Regions from separate parts of the Salmo salar genome. Here region 2 is linked to region 1. Evidence: chromatin contacts called from public Hi-C data. All regions are on one chromosome and are shown on one strand. The core of a region is the stretch at or near the end of the contact, and the rest is flanking DNA. Distances in the headings are between cores, read along the strand shown. Region 1 holds the start of LOC106608977 (myocardin-related transcription factor A). Region 2 holds the start of LOC106608961 (desumoylating isopeptidase 1).

Region 1 (4,731 bases), core at 574-3,073:
GGTGCAGCAGTAGAACTTGAATAATGTTGCAATGCAAGATATGGTAGAGTCACAATAGAACACATCACAATCAATGCAATAGGTGGCGTAATGTCATAATAACAATGTATTTTCAGAACATAGTCAAGTTTTGGAGGTGAATGTGTTGTCACCATGTCGTTGATCACAATCCTTGAGCACACAAGTTCTCACAGCAACAAAGATATCTTATATAACACGCAAACATCAATATCAGGTTCATTTGATACATTATCACAAAAAGATATGATCTGGATCTCTGATGGTTGTTTTGGCATTGCCAGCACCTCTCCTGTATGAGGGTTATTGTTGAAACATGTAGTGCATTGTGCTGACATAATGGCATTGGGAAGGGACAGTTCTCTGGCATTCCTCCAACTGCACGCCTACACTACTCTGTGCAGATCTGTGCTCATCACGTTCACAAAGTAACACAGCAGGCACGCCTCCCACCTGGCTAGAATGTGGGTTTTGCATCTTAGAAGTGCAAAACAGCTACTAATGAATAGGAACACTGACTGTTAGCAGTCTTCATCTGTCACAAGCTTGTCTCAGGAGAAATGTGATGTATTATAGCTATATCTATAAGTTACATTCATCAGTGGAAGGTAAATAGAGATCTGGCTACGCTCTGTTCTGACAACAGGAAATTAGTGATGGGACTGGATGTTTAACAGGAAATGTGAACTTACCTGTTCCTCTAAATACTTGAAAACAAATGGGAGGGTTTTTCCATTTCAGCACAGTTGGGATGAGTGCTTTAGGAGAGGAAGGGAAAGAGAGTGTCTTTAGTCCAAGCACATTGCTACAGTTAGGCCTACTATTCATCAATAATTTGTTCCATCCCCATCTTGATGCAGATCATCATTCATGACATGAATACAAACTATTATTACACGGACCTGGTCAGCTATCTATGTATGTGTGTATGTAGATGTATGGTGCAACATGATGGCCTGACAACTTAGTTAAAACGTCGGTATCAAGGGCAATGTGTATGATTAGATAACCAAATCCACAGTTAGCTATTGCGCTAACCACGGATGTCACGACAGCTGTCATCGGCTCATGTGGCAGCTAGCTAGCAAATAACGTATCTAATGTTACACAATACCCTTTAGCAACAATAAAATAGCTAACGTTAGCTATCTAGCAAACTAGCTAGTTACGTAGTGGGAGCTCACCGGAATGGTCCAACGCAGAACTATTGAATAACGAAATCCAATACTTCCACAGCAGCAAACAGAAATTGGTTTTATGCGAATATATCGACAGTAAAGATAGGTAGACAAGTCCACCTTCCCCGCTTCAGACAGTTAGCTACAATAAATAGTTAGCTTAGCATCTAATGCTGGCAGCTACCTGTCAGTCTAGTCACGCGGTGGAGCCTGTAGCTTTTAACCAAATTGCAAGGTATCTTTCTGTGTCGTGACTTTATTATTTAAATTCATGCGTGTTCTCGTTAGCTACTTATCATTTTTGTTATTAATGATGTTAACGAGGGTAAACGCCTTTGGCTTTAGTGGTGCACCACTTCGACTCACAAAGGAAACTTTGACCGGAAAACCCTCCTCTCTCAGCTAGAAAGGCACATCCGTAATTCCTTATAGTAAGCAACAATTTGAAGTTTCAAAGCTATATTACAACAACAAAGTATCAAATATATACTCACATCTAACCACACGACTGGATGAGATGTTAACTGCTTGGGGAATAATATAGATTAATGTATGGCATACATGTATTTGCTTTGTGGCATTGTTTTTGCATGAAGAGAAGTTCAATTCATAGACATTAAACCCAGGGTTAGATCATGGCAATGAACGCTTTCTGTGTTGTGGGCTGGTGGAGTAAAATACATGTTCTGTGGCGCCACCTTCTGGTATATTTATGATCCTTTTCCATTACTCTGGCCTGACAGCCACTGGAGTTCGAATCAATGATTGTCGAATACAACGATCCAAAGTTCACAGCTAAAACAATGGATGAGTGAACTGGTTTTCTGCGGTGCTCAAAACGACAGCAAACATGTTTTTAAAAACGTTAACGATTCTGGCCCGTGCCTTGTTGCACTGTGTAAACCGGGGTGTCATCTCACCAAAACATCGCCATGTGTTCCCCGTGGGGCTTGGACGAGGACCCTCTCGACTCTACTACGAGACCGCTAAACCAGTGGACCCTTCCCTGGCCGGGGCATCCTCTACCCGGACAGTGGACCTCCGTAGCGACACAGTGACCAAGCCTGGAGCGGCCATGCGTCAGGCCATGGCAGAGGCCGAGGTTGGGGATGATGTATTCGGGGAGGATCCAACAGTAAATGGTCAGAGAAATTAGATGAGGCATGAGTTTTGGCAAGCATATGGAGTTGCTTAACAATCATTTGTGAAGATCTGATTTGTAAGAAGGTGCTCATCATTATGACCTGATTATTTTATACTGATCTTTCACCGATCAAAGTTCTGGCCGATCAATAAAAGTATGTAAAACAGTGCAATACCCATTCTGTAGTGAAGTGCATGGGGTGCACACACTGCATAATTCATTAGTGTGGTACTGTGATCTGATTGCACTGACATGGACCTGTTTGTATCATTTTATGATGCATCCTTTCCATTTTTATGAACCTGATTTAATTTGGCAAATTTGGATGGGCATGTACAGAGCTCCAGAAGATGGCTGCAGAGGTGTTTGGGATGGAGGCAGCTCTCTATGTCCCATCTGGAACCATGGCAAACCTAATAGCAGGTGAGAGAATAACCAGCTGTGTGTGTGTGTGTGTGTGTGTGTGTGTGTGTGTGTGTGTGTGTGTGTGTGTGTGTGTGTGTGTGTGTGTGTGTTGTTCAGTTGTGTTGGTGAGAGGAGATGGATCTGCAATGGGTTTACAGCTGATCGTTCTACATGGCTGTGCATAAGGTGGATCACCTTAGTAGTAATTGTGTAATATTTTTTGGATGTGTTTAAATGTTGTCCAGTAATGGTGCACTGCAGAGAGAGAGGAGATGAGATGATTGTTGGAGATCTGTCACACCTCCACATCTACGAGCAGGGAGGGAGTGCTCAGGTATAGTGAACACACACAGATTACACACACAGCCACTGCACACACAAACTTAAAGTGCACACTAAAAACACATGTGATTGTAATGTGTGTGTCAGCTGGCTGGTGTCCACTCCACCATGGTGACCAATCTACCTGACGGGACCTTTGACCTGGATCAGCTGGAGTCCAAGATTCGCCATGGTTACCCCGACGCCCACTACCCCCGCTCACGCCTGGTGTGTGTGGAGAACACACACAACATACAGGGAGGCCGTGTGCTGCCCCTACCCTTCCTGCAGGAGGTGAGTGTGTGTTGTGTATCCCTCAGGTTAGTGCTCGAGAGTCTTGCAGAGAGGTATGGTGTAACTGCTTTGTTGTGTGTCTCGCCCTCAGGTAAAGGTGTTAGCAGACAGATATGGACTGGCTGTACACATGGACGGAGCAAGAATGATGAATGCAGCCATTGCCCAGAAAGTCGCCCCATCTACAATCCTACAAAACACACACACCGTCAGCGTCTGCCTGTCCAAGGTCAGAACACATACACACACACACACACACACACACACCATCAGCTGGAGTTATGTATTTGTGAGACAGACACTGTGTGTTACCTGCTGTATGTTACCTGCTGTGTGTTACCTGCTGTGTGTTACCTGCTGTATGTTACCTGCTGTGTGATCCTGCGTATGCTCCTGCGTATGATCCTGTGTGTTGCAGGGTCTGGGTGCTCCAGTGGGCACCATGCTGGCTGGCCCTCAGGACTTCATTTCCAGGGCGGTGCGTTGTCGTAAAGCCCTGGGCGGAGGGCTGCGCCAGGTGGGAATTCTGGCAGCCGCTGGCAAGCTGGCATTGGGGGACATGATCAACAGGCTGGAGGAAGACCACCGTCATGCCAGGACCTTCGCACAGGGTGGGCACACAAACACACAAATGTACACCTGCAAGACACACACGTGGACGTTTCTATTTCATCATATATTCTTGACCACTCTGTCAACCTGTGTGTGTGTGTGTGTGTGTGTGTAGCTCTGTTGGAGTGCGACCCGCCTCTCTACGAGGTCGACATGGCTGCTGTGGAAACCAACATCCTGCGGTTTCGTCTGCGGGATGCCTCGTTGACCCCAACAGAGTTCTGTGCCCTGATGGCTGGGGTGGGGGAAGGCGAGCAGGCCGCTATGGGGCAGGGGGTACGGGTACTCATGTTCCCCCACATTGGAGGCTTTGTCAGGGCCGTCTGGCATCTGGACATCTCACTGGAGGACACTCAGCTGGCCATCCAAAAGCTGCAGTTTGTGGCCAGGCAACACTCTCAGCAGAGCCCAGTGAAGCCTCGCATAGATTTAACCCTAACATGGTGAGCTGCTCGTTGGGCCCCCTGATCATTGATCTCTCATTTAGAGGGATTCACTTGAAGAACTTTGCAAAGAGTTGATTTTAATTTGGATTATTTTATGAATAATATGTATATTAATCATAACAGCTTTTCATGAATGTAAATACAGGTACTATACTTTATTTCGGGAATATGTTTCTTATACAGACTTATTTCTTAGAGGTAAGTCTTTCTAACTAAGGAACAAATAAATTATGCTATTGTCAACAAGCAGCTGCCCTCGAGTGGACTCTCTTTGAAATGTAATGACTATGAAACGCCACAAAATGGCACTACA
Region 2 (4,622 bases), core at 861-3,360, 180 kb before region 1:
CGTCTGAGATAAGGAGAGAAAGAGAGGCAGGGGAGGGGGTGAAGAAAGGACAGGAAAGGGTAAGGGAAAGCAGAGAGGGAGTTAGAGACAGCGAGAGAGAAAGATTACCTGCATGGTCATGTCAAATGGCGAGGGCTCTTCATCCTCCCCCTTGATGAACATCTCCTTGGAAGCATCCACCAGAAACACCAGGCTGTCACGGCCTGTGCTCTTATAGTCCACTGTGGAGAGGGATTACATTACATATGCTAACCCCCATTCTATTCAGTATTGATCCATTCAATCACCATCAATGTTGGTCTTACCTCCAGACTCATCCCTTTCCTCTCCATCCACATCTTCATCCTCATGGTGGTAGTCGTTCCACTGTGCCATTGGGACATGTACTAGTCTTGCCCTGAAAGTAACAAGGAAACAAACGCATACGTGCACACACACACAGTGTGTGAGAGAACTGTGGTTGTTATACAACTCTGATCAGGTAATACCAGATGATGTCGGGGTAAATTTAATGTGGCACTCCAGTCACCTTTTGGGTAAGTGGCTAGTTAGTTCTTGAGAACTCAAGGGGGGTATACCCACTTTACAGTTCCCCCCCCTTTTGGGTTCTTAGCTGATAGTATGGACCACAGCTACTCTCCCTCCCCATGTGAACCACAATCCCGACACTCTGTTTACTCCCGACACTCTAAGCGCAAATACGCCTCTTGCGATAAGGTTTTGTAAACCTTTGGAATGTAACTTTCATATATGCGAGAAATAATATTTAAAATACAAAACACAATTTTACTGTTTAGCAAAGTTGCACCCGGCTGTTTTCACACACTGCCTCAGCTACAATACCTCCATTACACCAATACGTTCCACATTTCCGGTGTTTCTTAAAAATACAGCCGTGTGCAACTTTCAAAACTGCATGCGGTAAGTCTTTTGTATTTTATTATTTTTTTCCCCCACTTATATTCAAGTTAACTTCCAAATGTTTCCAAAACTGTATCCAACACCTGCATTTGCGTTTAGACAGAACATTTGGGGGAGCGTCGGGGAATTAGGCGGCAGACAACTTTTTGAATATAATCACAGAGTTTCTAAACGGTATATGGTTATCTTAGCATCCACGTATCAGCATAAATAAGAATGCACTCTCATTTAAACTATACAGCCGAATGAAAGCATACCTTATGGCCGAATGTATGCTGTTACAAAAGTGGTTTCGGTGGAAATAGTTAGCTACAAGCCTTGTTTTGTCTTGATGCAGGTGTTGATATCAGACCATAGTCGTGTCACTGGTTTTAATTACGTCGTCAGTTGCGACCTGAAAGCGCATTACTTTTTCTATGGTGAAAATGTTGGTGGGTTCATGTAAAGCCAAATGTGCATAGCGCCATCTACTGTGCTATTGAGGTAGAGACGATTTATGAAACAAATATCGTCAAAATATTTGTCATATCAATCGTAAAACTCACTTGCATAAACACAAGATTTCTTAATTTTATTACGGATTCTTGCGTCCATTTCATAATATTTTATCAGACGCTTTGACGATGTAGGTCGTCACGGTCAACTATTTGAAGCTAGCCACAATACGGATTGTGGAATTTGCAGTTTCCCTTCAAAATAAGATTCCCCCATTGAAACATGCAAATGAATACAAATAGTGGAATAATACCTATTTGGACTAGATGCCAAACAAGGTTGTAATGTTTTTATATACATTCAAAATACAATAAGTAGTTCATTTGACAAAAAAAAGTAAAGAGTCAGTTGAAATCGCACTGTGGATGTAATTAGACTTCTGTATTGCATTGGGGGCATACTTATAATAAGCACTATCAAATCAAACACATAATATGCTGAAACACTTAAAAAAAACTTGTTGGCGTCAAATTAACAACTTATTGTCTTTTGTTGAATTTATATATCAATATTCCAAACTTGTTTAGGATGATCTAGTCCAAATATGGCATTATTCCACTATTTGTATACATTTGCATATTGCAATGGGTAACTTTTATTTTGAACGCGAACCCCACATTCCACTATTGTGGCCAATTCTTATTGTTGCTAGCTTCACACAGGTGTCCCAGTCTCACTCTATCCATTCATTGGCTGTTTTTTAAGCCATATGTATCTATGGGCAATTTTGACAGATCTATTTTGTTTTGAGTCACAGTGACACAGCAACAGCTGACTAGCATGTTAGCTAAGAGCTTCGTACTGTCGTGAATTTGCCTCAATTATTAGATAGATATTCGTTGTAATTAAGCTTAGCTACTATATGCCTTTTTATTTTTCCCAACATAAGGCATTTCGGACTATTTGTGTTTTTCTATTTGCGGAACCAGAACGAACTATAGTAACTTAACTAGTTACGTTAGATAACACTACGTTAACTAGTCGGATAGCTAGCTAGATAACACTAGCTAGCTAGTTCGTACACATTGAAGACAACACAGCACTCAACCTAATTTTACACCATCAAGCTGAATTATGGATCCAAATAACACCTCGTACGCTGTGAAACTGTATGTTTACGACATATCTAAAGGAATGGCTCGCCAGCTGAGCCCCCTCATGCTAGGTAAGTTGCTAACGCGTTAGTTAGCTAACTAGTTTTGCTTGGAATATACATTGTTTTACCCGCGGATGTAGAGTTTGGATTGATGAGCAGAGGCCGAGGATGCATTTTAGGCCTATGCGCTGAATTTAGAATCAATTTCTGTATCTTATGTACCCCAAGTTCGCTACAAAATGTAAACTTAATGTATAACGTTATCAACTATTCTGTTATATTCACAGGTAAACAGCTTGATGGAATATGGTGAGTAAATTATGTATTTTTTTGAATGATTGAAATCCTTATTTTAGTGAGGACAAAGGTCAAGTTATGTACACCTTTAAATATTTATATTATATTCCCCCAGTGTTTTTAAGTCTGTTAATTGGGAATCTGTCTTTATGTGAAATAAACTGTAGCCTTTTTCCTCTCACTTAGGCACACTGCTATAGTTGTACATGGAGAGGAGTTTTTCTATGGGGGAGATGGCATCACAAACTGCCCACCTGTAAGACAACGTTTTATTCTATTCCTTCCTAACATAAACTAGACCTGTAAATCTCTTTCTTATTGGTGTACATAAGTCTAAGTTAGTTACCCCAAGCATAGATCCTGTTAGTTGTGATAGAAAACGAATCCTGGGGCTGCATATGGGCTATTGGAGGACAACTGAGCAAGCAGGTGGCAGGTAGCCTAGCGGTTAAGAGTGTTGGGCCAGTAACCAACAGGTTGCTGGTTTGAATTCCCAAGCCTGCAAGTTGGAAAAATGTGCCGTTCTGCAAGGCAGTTAAATCCCCAACAACACCTGCTCCCTGGTCAATTTAAGGCACCCCTCCGCACCTCTATGATTCAGAGGGGTTGGGTTAAATGCATTCGATTGTACAACTGACTAGGCATCCCCTTTCCCCTTACAAGCTGTTTGTATTTGTTGTGTGTTTTTAGGGCGGAACGTCCCTAGGACAACCCAACTCCATAATAGACCTGGGCACCACAGAGGTGACTGAGGAGATCTTTATGGAGTACCTGTCTTCACTGGGAGAGTCCACGTACAGGTGAGGCTGTGGTACCTGGTTGATCTCAACCTTGTGGATCTCAACTCCACACGTAATGGCGATGTGCAGTCTCTCTCCCTCTCTTTCTCCCTTTACTCTGTTCCTATCTTTGCCTCACATCTTCTTTATCTGTAGGGGGAACCAATACCATCTGTTTGAGTGGAACTGTAACACGTTCAGTAACGAAGTGGCCCAGTTCCTCACTGGCAGCAAGATCCCCTGCCACATCACAGACCTGCCGGCTGAAGTGCTCTCCACGTGAGTTACACCTCTCTCCCCTCCCCTGTCTCTATAGCAACAAGAACCTGTTGTCAGACATTTAGTGTAGTGCGGGAGCATGGCACAGCGATAGTCGAGCACATATTGTTCATGGGTAAGAATTCCACCACTGACACTTTCATGCTGTCTCTCCTCGACCTGTAACTCTAAATCTACTTTCAATACTGTCTGAATAAAGAGAAAAATATGGAAGGAGGACAAGTCTCTGTTCACATGTAGAGTGTAGACACTATAAATATATACACACAGTTGAAGTCGGAAGTTTACTTACACTTAGGTTGGAGTCATTAAACCTTGTTTTTCAACCACTCCACAAATTTCTTATTAAACTATATTTTTGGCAAGTCGGTAAGGACATCTACTTCGTGCATGACACAAGTAATTTTCCCAACAATTGTTTACAGACAGATTATTTTACTTATAATTCACTGTATCACAATTCCAGTGGGTCAGAAGTTTGCATACACTAAGTTGACTGTGCCTTTAAACAGCTTGGAAAATTCCAGAAAATGGTGTCATGGCTTTAGCTTCTGATAGGCTAATTGACATAATTTGAGTCAATTGGAGTAATACCTGTGGATGTATTTCAAGGGCTACCTTCAAACTCAGTGCCTCTTTGCTTGACACAACTGGAAAATCAAAAGAAATCAGCCAAGTCCTCAGAAAAAAATTGTAGACCTCCACAAGTCTGGTTCATCCTTGGGAGCAATTTCCAAATGCCTGAAGGTACCACG

The links. Hi-C and Micro-C count contacts between places; a contact is called where the count stands out from the background.
Region 2: a contact with region 1 is called in a Hi-C map of gill, with 5 times the contacts expected there. The contact joins the promoter of LOC106608961 here to the promoter of LOC106608977 in region 1. A contact is called at or near these places in 3 of 3 Hi-C or Micro-C datasets (blood, gill and muscle).

The regions. Positions count from the first base shown.
Region 1 is chrssa01:87,941,395-87,946,125 of Ssal_v3.1, reverse strand. LOC106608977 (myocardin-related transcription factor A) reads right to left here and starts at 1,823. Exons shown (of 17, transcript XM_014207289.2): 1 at 1,691-1,823; 2 at 711-776. tha1 (threonine aldolase 1) reads left to right here and starts at 1,828. Exons shown (of 7, transcript XM_014207320.2): 1 at 1,828-2,338; 2 at 2,680-2,763; 3 at 2,991-3,079; 4 at 3,175-3,360; 5 at 3,452-3,589; 6 at 3,779-3,971; 7 at 4,088-4,667. The coding sequence starts at 2,047. The coding sequence ends at 4,419.
Region 2 is chrssa01:88,126,155-88,130,776 of Ssal_v3.1, reverse strand. LOC106608961 (desumoylating isopeptidase 1) reads left to right here and starts at 2,110. Exons shown (of 6, transcript XM_014207226.2): 1 at 2,110-2,581; 2 at 2,800-2,821; 3 at 2,996-3,065; 4 at 3,500-3,609; 5 at 3,745-3,867. The coding sequence starts at 2,491. It overlaps xrcc6 (X-ray repair complementing defective repair in Chinese hamster cells 6), which reads right to left and starts at 1,284. Exons shown (of 13, transcript NM_001139967.1): 1 at 1,179-1,284; 2 at 306-397; 3 at 109-221. The coding sequence starts at 375.